Regions from separate parts of the Rattus norvegicus genome. Here region 1 is linked to region 2. Evidence: chromatin contacts called from public Hi-C data. All regions are on one chromosome and are shown on one strand. Each heading gives the region's core, a stretch centred on a gene start, on an enhancer-like site or on the middle of the called end of the contact. The rest is flanking DNA. Distances are from core to core; before and after follow the strand shown. Region 1 holds the start of Lyrm9l1 (LYR motif containing 9 like 1). Region 2 holds the start of Tmem97 (transmembrane protein 97).

Region 1 (6,150 bases), core at 2,008-4,507, 280 kb after region 2:
CTCAGGCAAATGGTTTTTTCCTTTTCTGTTCTTGTTTTGTGCTGCCTAGTTGTTGACCAAGAGTTTTCTGAGAAAGATAAATGTTGTATCTCTGTAAAGACAGGAGTAACACAAGGACAAGGGAAGGTGGAGCCTTTTGGAGGTAAAGCTAACAGCTTGCTTCTTGAATATTTTATGATCTAGGTATTAGAATGAGGCTTCTGAAGCAGGAACACAGAGATCTAGGAACAAAAGAGTGGGGCTGAGAGAACAGACTGAAATTTCTTAAAAATATGAAAGGATCTTAATGTTGAATGAGAGAGTGGATTGGCGTCCCAGCAGGTTGCTCCTAGTAAGGGCTCTAAAAGTGTAATGATTTATTGATTGGATCTGCACTAATGACATGCCGTGATTATGCATGGGTAAATAAGAAGGCTGATTTATGAGGGTGCAATTGGATCTTTCAGATATATTTGGTCCAAGTCTACATATTGAAAATAAATGAAGGTAATTACTTGGGTATTCCAGAGGAAGAGTCCTCCCACACAGATTTGAAGACAGGGTAGTGTGTTAGCTAAGGAGGAGGAAGGGGGATGCTTTGTGTGTATGGTTGTGGGGACAGACGGTGGGGTTCTAGAAGAATCAGGGAAAGGAAAAAGTTCTGTTAAGAAATAGCCCCTCCTTCCTAAGAGGAAGAAAAATAGATTTCTGAGTGCTGCTGGACACAATGTTTTCTTTTTAAAAATGAAGAAACAAAATAAAAGAAATTGTCTTGTTAAAGCAACTACAGGAGGAGTGTGTGTAAGGAAACCAGCTTTTCATTACAGGTAGATTTAAAAAACCCCGGAGAAGAGAGATAAAGAGAAGCAATGTTATCCACCGGTACCCTTGCTGCCTTTCAGACAGCGTCCCAGAGAAGCTGGAAGCTTCATTGAACAGGGCGTTTGTCTCCTGAAAAAAGACTCGTCTTTATTTCTTTCAGGATATAAAACTTGTATTTAAATCAATTCAGAGAAGCATTCTGACTTTAAACACGCGCGAGTTGGGAGAGCCCGTTTAATGAAACAGCATTATTTCATTTTCAAAGAATGATCCTGGCAGTAGCTGCAAGTTAAGATTCTGTATTCTTTCCCTCGATTATAATTATAGCAGAGTCTGAAAGGAAGCATGCCTATTACTGTCGTATGTATTCTTCTGACAGGTGTTGTGGGACTATAATTTGATGAAGTGACTCAAAATGAAGACTCCCTTCCAAACATAATTCCTGTCATCAACATGACAACAGGAAGGACACGTCCTTCAAGACGCCTTTACACAGGGTGCTTTAGGGCACCCCTAATATTCTATCCATTCGTGGGAATATGAGGAAGAGCTTGCCATTAGAGCTTGTATCCAAGGTAGTAAGGAAGACAAGGGAAAGCAGGCTGTGCACAGGTCTAGCCAACAGGGTGGGGTCGGATTTAGGAAGCCCGCACTCAGTAGGACCCCGAGTCCCTCGGGTGGCCCACAGAGGGCGCTCCGGTACCGGGCGGGGGCGGGGCTGCGCTTGCTTCCGCCGCGCAGGCGCAATCGTGTCGCTCGCGGTGTCTCGAGTTGGCGTCCGCCGGGAAGGCGGGTGAGCCACGCTGCGCGGGCCCTTGGGCGGAGACAAGGGGGGCGGCGGGGGCGGGCTGGGGATTACCGAGGCTTCCTGCAGTGCTGGGATCGGTGGAAGCCCTGGGGGCGATCTGCGGGCGCTCCAGGCTTTCCCCGAGAGCCGGCGACACCTGTCGCAGCCATAGTTGCAGTGCCGCGGAGGAGCGTGGGAGGCCGGGATGCGGTGTCGGAGGACGCCGGGAACTAGGTCTCCGCCATGTGCTGCTGGCATCTGCACTCGGCCGGGGCAGCCTCAGTTCTATGGTTTTCAAAGAGGAGACGTGCAGGAACATCCTGTTACTGGAATAATTTTGGTCTTTGCAATATATAACCCAATCTGACCTTGAACTCTTTTTTTAAAAAAAATATTTATTTATTTATTATGTACATCCATACAGCTTTCTGTCTGCATGTGTGCCTGCAGGCCAGAAGATGACCCCAGATCTCATTATAGATGGTTGTGAGCCACCATGTGGTTGCTGGGAATTGAACTCAGGACCTTTGGAAGAGCAGTCAGTGCTCTTAACCGCTGAGCCAACTCTCCAGCCCCGACCTTGAACTCTTAATCCTCCTGCCTCAACCTCCCAGAAATACTGGGATTCCCGGCCAGTGCTAAATTGCACACGTTTAATAACCTTTAGAATGTGCGTGCGCAGGTGTGCATCCACCGCCACTGTCTATTTTAGGACATTTACCTTCAAAGAGAACCATCTCCATTAGCTGGCAACACTCCTCTCCAGTGTCTTCCCTTTTCTCTGCACTAGGCAATCACTTAGCCGCTTTCCATAGATGTTGTTAGTTCTGAACATTTCACAGAAATAGAACTAATCATATGTAGCTCTGGTTATTTCCTGCGTCTTACATGCCTCCTTAAAGGCTCACACGTGGTAGCATATGTAAGCGCTTCATTCTCTTTATTACAGAATAATTTTCCGAGGTCTGCCTGGATCAGATTTTATCTTTCTATGCACCCAGTGATGCCCCCTGGGACTCATTTGAAGTCCTTACTATTACATACCTGTCTTCTGGGTATAAGATAATAGGGGCCAAAGAAAGAGAAGGATAAAGTGTGAAATATCCTTGGGTGGCACGTGGGAATTGGCCAGGAAGAGACTGATTAGTTTAGCTGCTCATCGGGAGCTAGGAACAGCCCAGTGGTAAAAAGGTTGTCAGGCACGGTCAAGCCCCAGGATTCATTTCCAGCATCCTCACCTCCCACAGGGGTGGACGCAAAGCTGGGACTGAAGGGTGTGCCAGTAGGAATGTAGGGAGGCTGGGCTGACCTTGGCTATGTGGGAGAGGGACGAGGGGAGGCAGGATTGTTGGAAGAACATAAATATGCCAGATGGAGCCCTAGGGTGGGCGGGGGCAGGGAGCAAACCATTCCTATTTTCAACTTTCTCCATCATGAAGATTAATTGCATATTTAAAAAATGGCTGGTGCAGGCTTAAATTTAGCTTTTATCAGCACTCAATTGGGTGTAATTTTCGGGTTATTTTCTGCAGTTCCATTACTTTTTTAAATGTATGAGTCTTTTTCCAATTATTTTTAGGTGACCCATGTTAGGACACAGGTGAGTGGTGAGAGCATTGAGCTTACCTGTCACTGAGTTCTTTCTTAGCACCGTGCCAGCCATGTCACCTGGCACCCAGGAAGTTCCCTTTAGCCTCCCTCACCCCCCAATAGGTCATGTTCTTTAAATTTTGTACGTCCATTTTGTTTCAGTTTTGAGACAGGATCCTGGATAGCCCAGGCTGACCTTGTTATGTAGCTTAGACTGAACCTTGAACTCCCAGGCTTCCTGTTTCTACCTCCTGAGTGCTTTTTCAGGGAGCTGTCACCAGACCCATTCAGTTTTGTGAGTGGGTGTAATGAGTGTGCGTTGTCAGGTGTGGATGTCAGAGGACAACTTTTGGGAATTGGTACTCTCCTGCCACCTTGTGGGATCCAGGTGCTTGAACTCAGATTGTAAGGCCTGTGTCTAAGTCATCCTATCTCTGTAAGATTGTGTGTGTGTGTGTGTGTGTGTGTGTGTAATTGACATTAGTCTGATTTCTTTTCCATCTATGTTTGAGAGAGTGCTACAATGCCATTGTATTTCTGAAAGGTCTGGAACAAAGATTTGTGGCTAAGTTGTGAATAATGGTCAAGTAAGCTTATCAGTGACTGAGGCTGTTTTTGCATAGGCCCAGGAGAGTTCTTTTTGGATGGGGTATTTTGTTTTAGTTCTGGGAACTTAATTCAGGGATTCACACATGTTTGGGAGTTGCTCTTAACACTGGGTTACACCCCTGTCCCAACCTTAGCATTCTTAGATATACCCGTTTAGCAGATGTCAGGGATGCAAGTAAGATTGTGAGCTTCTGAATCAAAGAGACTTATGGTTAGTTCCCTGCCTAACTGTCCACAGCTATTTGGCCACTGACAAATCAAAGCTTCTCTGAGCCTTGCTTTCTTTATCTAAAATGGGGCCAACAATACCTTCTATAATATTTTGTTTAATGAGGTAATATGTGAAAAGCTGTCATAATGAACTAATTAGCCTCTGGGTGATGAGGTGATCAAATATGACATCAGCTTTGTAGAAGATTCTGGATAAATAAGGTGTTGGTCTTCTTAGTGGTCCCCAGACCCTGTACACTCAGATGCTTGGGAAGATGTTAGTTACATGGATGAACTATGCTAAGGATAGTCCAGACCAATTCTCTTTGTCTTGGTGTGTGATTGTTTCTGTGCTTTCATTAAAGAGAGATGACTTAAATAAGTCAGGCATCGAAGAGATTGTGTGGCCAACTGGGACTCTGTATTAGATAGTACAAGATGGGGACGCCAACTTAATAATAGTTTATGGAGAAAGGTACTTTGAAGTGGATGCAGGGTCACGAAGGTCTGAGCAGAGAATGCAGTCTGGGCTGCATTCCTTGAATTCTCAGGTCAGGGGAGTTGACAGGGTCATTGTTCATGGAACTGGTCCGAACACAATCAATCCGCTGTTTCTCACACTCTCACACTCTCGGTGTACCTGAGCGTGGAGGGGAGGGAGGCGGGATGAGGGGGAGTGGGGAGGATGAGAAGCTCGGAGTGGGGTGTGGGAGATGGTAATGTCTTCCATTTCTGTGCTGGAAGGGGGATGACAGAGGAACTGAGGGAGTCAGTCCGCTTTGAGCGATGGATCGCCAGCCAGGTGATCAGGATAGAGCTCAGACTATGAGTAGAAACACTCTTAACTTTTCTTGTGCTTCTTAGTTTGTCCCTTCTGTCTGTGGATTGGCTTTTGTTGAACTGTTTGGAAATAGTTGTAGAGCCTAGAAAACACACACACACACACACACACACACCCCTCTCAGTTTTTCAAGACAGGGTTTCTCTGTGTAGCCTTGGCTGTCCTGGAACTTGCTCTGTAGACCAGGCTGGCCTTGAACTCAAAGATCTACCTGCCTTTGCCTTTTAAGTGCTGGGATTAAAGGCATGAGCCCCACCACCCAGCAGATATCTCCTTTTAATACGTGTAACGGCTGTACCCGCATCATCTGAGCATGAGCAAACACTACATAGCCACATGGGATTCCCAACGGCATTGGAAGGTTCATACAGACGGGACAGTGTCAGCTGGTGCGCAGCTGTAGAAAGGTTTTGGTTGAGGGGTTGGTTGATGAAGCACTGTAACCACCCTCGGAGAATGGCTGCCAGGCCTTCCTTGCACACAGGTTGATGCCCTTCCTTTAATCCAGGTGAGGGCCTGAGCTGGAAGTCAGGGCTAGAGTGAAACAGGGTGACAAGGCCTTTCTGAGGTTACCACAGCTTCCTCCTGAGCATTGGAACCAATTCCTGTCTACCTGCTCTACCTGTGTCTGTGGCAGATTTACACTTAGAGAGCACCAGGAAATGTGGGCCAGAAGATGTGGAGAGATTCACCTGCCATACAGCTTAATCAGTCCTGGGGGCAGGCAGGAGTGGTACTGCTACTGCCTCTCCTGTCTGGAGGGTGCTAGATGCTTACAAGTTACACTGTTTTGGGGCTAGAATGATCAGTCTGAGCCTTTCCTACATAGGAATTCTCTTGAAGCCCTTTGAACTGGGGCTGGGATTCTTTGCTGTTTCCTGGCAACTTTCTGTCTTTTTTTTTTTTTTAAATTTATTTTTATTTACATGAATACACTGTAGTTGTCTTCAGACACACCAGAAGAGGGCACCAGATGGTTGTGAGCCACCATGTGATTGCTGGGGAATTGAACTCAGGACCTCTAGAAGAGAAGTTAGTGCTCTTAACCACTGAACAATCTTTCCAACCCTCCTGGCAACTTTATGTCTTAGGGTTAGAGTCAGGACATTTTGACTTTGCAGGGTTTGGACCTGCCAGCTCACAGAATTACATGACAAATTCCTTGTAAACACACACACACACACACACACACACACACACACACACACCAGCCACAAATATACTCCACACTACACACATTTACCCCCTCTACACACACACTCATAAACCCAACACATACACACACCCCACATTGACACACACCCTACACATA
Region 2 (6,532 bases), core at 3,917-6,416:
TATCTACATAAAATAAAAAAAAAAAACAAAAAAACAAAAAAAAAAAACAAATTAACATTACAAAAAATAGCCTGGAGGTGGCACTCTTACAGCTTCAAAGCAAACTAAGTGTTGGGATATGGTGGATAAAGGCAGCTTCAGTGTGTTTATCTTATAATGGAAAATCTAGAGATATTTTTGTGTTAATTTTTAATCAGAAGATAAAGGCTGTTATGTTGTGGCACATAGCAATCCCAGCACTTGGAAGATGGAGCAGGAGGACGGGGGTGGGGGAGTTCAAGGCAAGCCTAGCTGGAGGTTAGGTCTGAGCTACAGGAGACTTATCTCAAAAACAAACCAACCAACAAACCAACACCAAGTAACAGCAAAGACAGGCTGGCTACTGTGAAACACAGAAAAGCTCTTGTCATAGGCATCAGCTGGGGTCATAGGCATCAGCACATATAACTTTCATTCTTGGCAATGTCCCTGCCTCCTGAGCACTCTTCAGGGCAGTAAAGGTTAAATCAGCCCTCTGGAGACTCCACTTCCTCATCTGTAAATTTAGCAGGTTAGACTGTATTCTTTTTTTTTTCCTTTGCATTTTTTTTTTTTTTTTGTTCTCTTTTTCGGAGCTGGGGACCAAACCCAGGGCCTTGTGCTTCCTAGGTAAGCACTCTACCACTGAGCTAAATCCCCAACCCCGCATTTTGTTTTTTGAGAACAGGGTCTCTCTAGCTTAGACTGGCGTTGAACTCCTGACCCTCCACTTCCTGGGTGCTGGGAATAGAGCTGTGCATCAGCACACAGGGCTTCACTTCACAGCTACTAGCTTGGAAGATCTACTTCAGAGGGGAGTATGTGAATGTTGCTGTAAACCATGTCTGCGGTTTGCCTGCTCCGCAGGTCTGCTGAGAGGTTGTAGGATAAGATCTGCAAAGCTGGCTGCCCCACTCCCAATCTGTTGGCCCCCATAGGGGTCTACCACCTACCTGCTGCCAGAACAGCCTGGACAGAGTGCGTGGATGACAAAGACAAGGTCCCCAGCAGGGTGCTGGGGGCTTCAAGAGTGGAGGCCCAGGGCCTGGCTCTGAGCCAGACCCTTAACAGCACCACACTATTTGCTCATCTGGTAAAATAGTGCCAGTGACCTTTCTGTGGTGTTCAGCGGCAGTGAGTTAACACAGTGGCCTGTACACCAGCCGCGAACTGGTGAAGGAGGCTGGCTTGTCCAGACCTGAGGATGCTCCAGTTTAACCAATGTAAGCATGCAACTGCTCTTCACTTAAGCCCCAACCCCAAGGTGAAAAGAAGAAACTTTCCATTTACACTACACCCTACCTGAGACACAACATCTTTCTGAACTCATGGCTACTGAATCCTGCAGACCTACAGGCTCACACATTTTTCTTATTTTAACAGAATGGGTTCTCTCAGCTGCAAGAGATACTACAAAATCTTCCCTATTTAAACCCAAACTCAAGTCTTTTAGCTGTATCAGAATGGTTTTTATTTAGCTCATGTGATTTGATTAAAACAACAGCAAAAAAAAAAAAAAATTTAGCTTGCAAATTTCAGTCCAACTGCCGAGGCCATCTACATTTTTAGGAAAAAAACCTCTAGATAATACGTTTTAGTGATTTACTGTTCTTGGGAAGGGGCAGTTGTAAATTTCTGCTTTGCTATTTTATAGAGACGGTCTTGCAGTTCCACAGAACTCTTTATAAGTTCAGGTAGCATTCAGGACACTGAGGCTGACTCAAGTCACGGGCTATTATTTTCTTCATGGAGAAGCAACAAAATCACTCCTCCATCCAAAAACAACAAGATGGGAACGGGATGGTCTTCCAAGGCAGGGTGCTGCAGGCTTATGCTTTTAATAATCAACAACAGAAACGCACAGTTTTGGGCCAGTACATAAGGCAGGGCCAGCAAGATGGTTCTCTGGGTAAAGTTTTTGGTACACAAACCTGGTAACCGAAATTCAATGCCCAAAACTCCTATAAAGGTAGAAGAAGAGAAGAACTGACCCACAAATTGTCCTGTGACCTCCATATATGCATTGCAGCATGTACTCCCACACACGGTAATAAAATTGCAAAAGGCAAAAGGGGACAGAGGTAAAGGGTTAGACATGAAACCTAGCACCATGTGCATGACTACATCCCTATGCTGGAAGTTGTTGTAGGACATTTGATCACACTGTGATCCCCGAGGTTGTTATTTATCATGAAAACTGTCTCTAGCCATTGTGTAGCTCAGCCCTTAGCACACAATTTTACTCCCTCTGGCTGGAGTACAGACACACCATCAGAACCTACCTCTCATCCCAAACAACGAAGGTAAACTTAGTTTGTAAAATGAAGCACCTATGTTTGAAAGTGATACCTAATTGAGTGGCAAAGTGATGAATCAGAGAAAGATTTGACAATAGGATCTGCCCAACTCACTAGGAAAGGGAAGGGAAGCCACTTGAGACAGAGCAGAGAGAGAAAAGGGAGGAAGGAGAGAGGCGGGTCTACTGGGAGAGTTTTACAGAGACTGGTTGCAGAGAGAACAAGCTACTGTAGACAGAGCATGAGAAGGAGCCAGGTTAGAACAGATTGCCAGTGATAGTTTAAGGCCAAGCAGATGATTTCAGGAGGCCCAGACTGAGAAGTCAGCTTGAGAGGAGTCTGAGTCAGACGGCCGAGTGAACCAGCCAGTGAGAGTCCAGGAAGAGCTGGAAAGGGTGAGCTTATTCAGCAGGAAGTCTCAGAGGCTGAGCCTAGGTTAGATTGTCCAGAGGCTAGAAGCTTCCAGGACTGGGCCTAGGTTAACAGACTGAGGCAGTCAACATTATTCTGAGATGACAATTACAACATGAGAATAAAAGTAATTAACAGGAAGCTCAAAGTTCATCAGGTCAAATATGAGATTGGGCATGGTGCAATAAGCTTTAAGTATTTGGGAGGTAGAGGCAGGAGAATTCTGTGAGTTTGAGACCAGTCTGGCCTAGATACTGAGTTACAGGACAGCCAGAGCTACACAGTGAGACATCTTGAAAAACAAACAAAAATAAAATGCTTAAATGGTGGTCTGAATGATGCTGGTCACATTTAGTATTTCAGGAGTGGTGAGCAAGGATAGATACAGGCAGCCTGAAGATAAACCAGGAATTGCCAGGGAAGCAGAGGCAGGCTTTTCAAAGGAGTGAAGCCCTAGTGTAAAAAAAAAAACAAAAACCTGTCACTCAAACCAGGTGATGCCTATAAATCCAGTACAGCTCAATTCAATATGCAAAGCCCTGGGTTTTACTCCACTGCTACCAAACCCCAAAGAAGTGGTGACTCCCCTTCTTCACGGCCAGCTATAGCTAGTGCAAGTTTTGATTGTCTCTTTAGTTTTCCGGTCCTTCTGTGGCAGCAGACGGACAGCATTCAAAGGTATCATGTCCTAACCCATGACCAACAGGACCACAGATGTATAGAAGGATATTCAAAGGGGAGGTTTCCTGGGTTACATGGTGGGTCCTAATGAATTACAAGTGACCTTATGAAAGGCACAGAGAGATGTGAATACAGATGAAATCACAATATGATGGATGACCTGCAGAGACTGCAATGAAAGGGCCACAACCTAAGAAAGGTCCAGACCTGTAGCTCAGTGGGTAAACTGTGTGCATATCAAGCGTGAGGTCTTGAGTGTAATCCGCAGCTCTGCAAACCCACTGGTGGCCACCACGAAACTGGAAGAGGTAAGGAGCAGAGTCTGCCTTTGAGTCCAAGACCTACCATTCTAAATTTCTAACCTCCAAGCAGCCTAAGAATAAGGTTGGGGTAAAGTAAGCCACTGCATTTATGACAGTGTTTTAGAGAAGTGAAACAAATCTACAACATGATAGGCAGACACACTGACTTGATGCTGGGATTTGATCCAGGGCTTCGTGCATGCTGGCAAATGTTTTTCACCAAGGAGCCTTGGACTTTACAATCTAAAGCTGTGGGTACATACAGGTGGTATGTCAGTTACTGGTCTGGCCCGAGGTCCTCTTGCAGTGTACTCAAATGAACGATTATTATTTTAGGGGGGTAAAAAGTAGGAGCCACAGGGCCCTCAACATGCCCAGATAGGCAGCCGGTTAGTTCTTGGGAAAGCAGCTCCACAGACCAGTGCTCTTGCCACACACTACCTACGGGTTCCCCGGTGGATCAAAGGTCTTCATAAGTGTGTGGTTCCACAAACAAACCAAAAAGAAACCTCAAGGGAATGGGGGTGACATTGCTGATCCTAACTCTGGTGACAGTTCCAGTGCCATGCCCTCTCAGAGGACACAAGGCACACGTCATTTGCAGACACCATTTAGAATTTATGGATTAAGAACTGCCCTGCAGAGAAGAAAAATTTAAAGAGCGTTTTAGAGATAAAAATCAAATCTTTAGGTGGTAAGTCAGTCAGCAGATTGGAGAAGCATGCAGAATTCTATGGAGTTTACAGATCCAGATAAAGTGGTGAGGTCCCTCAAGTTTGGGTCAAAGAATGCTCTCCAATGCGCAGGGAATGGTAGCTCATCTTCAAACTCAATTTAAACAACGGACTTGAAAAAGCGGCATTTCCTCAACTGCTGCTCAAGCTAGATTCAGACCCAGAAGTGTACGGTTGCTATGCAGCACGAACCAAGGGCTAACCCTTCAGTCACTTTATTCTACGTGGGGTTCTCCCCACCCCCCTTGGGATTACACTGGACTTTTAGAGCCCATTCAAACACAACAGATCCAACAAGTGACAGACGCTGGTTCACCCAGGCAACTTCCCTCAGCCACGTGCTGTAGGTAGAACCATGGGAGCGAAGTATACCCAGGCAAAGGGTTTGCAAAGGTTTGGCGAGTACATGGGGCTCGAAGCCAGGACCTCCTAGACATGCGCCCTACCATTGGGTTGCACCCTCAGTTCTGCTCTGAAAAGAACAAAGCGGTGATCAACGGCTTGGGACAGCCGGCTGGAGTCGAAGTCAGGCACGGAGCCAACAAAAATCGGGATGGCCACGTGGGGACCCCTGAGCCTCACCTCCTGCGGGTAGAGTTCGGGCGGCAGCAACGCCTGCAGGTCGATGAACATCGTGATGGGGATGTGCGAGACGAAGTAGAGGCCCAGCAGCCACTCGACGCAGCGCCTGGCTGTTACAGCCCCCATTTTACCTCCCGTCAGTTGAGACACGACCAACAACGCCTGCGTTAGGAGACTGCGACGTGGTTAGAAGCCCCGCGCCCGCGCTGTGGGCCGCGCCGCCCGGCCCCCGGCTTACGTAGGCAGTGCCTATTGGTCGAGGTGGAGGAAACAGACGCGGCTCGCGGGTGGGCGTAGGACAGCGGGGCACCCCGGCTATAGTTTGAGTGACGGCCTACCTGCGGTTTCCATTGGCTGCTGGGTGGACCGCGCGACGGGGCGGGGCTCTGTGCGGTCCACGTCCACGGATGGGCGTGCGAAGTGTGGGGCTGTGTGCGGTTGTGTTCCCTGTGTCCTGTGTCTTTCATTCTCTGGTTCTGTTCCGTATTGGGACCCGCGACCAGTGAAGCCAGAGCGCAGAGTGGCGGTTTTGGAGCGCTGGCAGCCGGGCTTTCTCGCTGGCTCCAAAATCACTTTCTAGCCCACGAATAATAATTTTATCTGATGGGTCCTGATATCTGGGGCAAGACGGGGGCTACTATTTGTTGAGATTAGGAGACACGGGAAGTGGGTTCAAGGGAAAGTAATTCAGTTCTTGTAGACACTGAGCATAGTTAGGGCTTGGGTGCTGCTAAATAGAGAGCATTTGCTTTGCCCTCAAGAAGCCCCTCGTTTTATCTCCTGTACCATTTGAACCAGAGTCCCAAAGGGCCGGGTGTGGACAGAAATCTGTAAAGTTTAGGCCAGCCTGGTCTACATAGAATTACAGGCAAGCATAGGGATACATAGAGCCTGTCTCAGACCAAACCAACCAACCAAGGAGACCTTGAGCAGCTGGCAGTTGGATGAACCTGGTTTAGATTTGTAAGACAGCATTTGACAAAGGTTAGAGAGCAAAGCGCATTAAGAGGTCATACAGAATCTTGAGGGTCATGGGAGGGGATAACCAAGAGAATAATGGTCACAGGGAGGAATGGGGTAGCTGTGTCACAGTTAACACTGTGTGGCATCCACCAGCACCATGAGTCAGGAGCCCAATGGCTGTAGAACAATGAATCAGAAGGTAGGGAAATGGAGGCAGAGTGTAGACAACTGGTCAGGAAGAGGTGGAGAAATAGACCCAAATATGTCCTTCTCTTTCTATTGTATTTTTTAAGATGGTCTCTCACTATGTGACCCTGTCTGGCTTGCAACTAGCTACGTAGACCAGGCTAGTCTGAACCTCACAGAGATCCACCCTACCTCTGCCTCCCAAGTGTTGGAATTAAGTCATGGGCACCTTGCTCTAGTGTGCCCCTTTCAATGAAGACTAGGATGTCTAAATGGGTTTGAAGTTTCTGTCCACAGAGGAGGAAGAAAAGAAGTATACCTAAGGGAAAGCAAAGATTAAGTTTAGGCAGGGTAGTCT

What was found. A called contact is a pair of places that touch in the nucleus more often than the background predicts.
Region 1: a Hi-C map of the A7r5 cell line shows a contact between it and region 2, with 5 times the contacts expected there. The contact joins the promoter of Lyrm9l1 here to the promoter of Tmem97 in region 2. A contact is called at or near these places in 11 of 12 Hi-C or Micro-C datasets (the A7r5 cell line, the Rat2 cell line, Schwann cells and 7 more) and 1 of 1 datasets of contacts at active chromatin or transcription factors (oligodendrocytes).

What each region holds. Positions count from the first base shown.
Region 1 is chr10:64,222,217-64,228,366 of GRCr8, forward strand. Lyrm9l1 (LYR motif containing 9 like 1) reads right to left here and starts at 3,258. Exons shown (of 2, transcript XM_039087352.1): 1 at 2,310-3,258; 2 at 574-1,873. The coding sequence starts at 2,331. The coding sequence ends at 1,455. Lyrm9 (LYR motif containing 9) reads left to right here and starts at 1,547. Exons shown (of 4, transcript NM_001173471.1): 1 at 1,547-1,594.
Region 2 is chr10:63,940,193-63,946,724 of GRCr8, forward strand. It overlaps Tmem97 (transmembrane protein 97), which reads right to left and starts at 5,167. Exons shown (of 3, transcript NM_001008334.1): 1 at 5,026-5,167. The coding sequence starts at 5,151.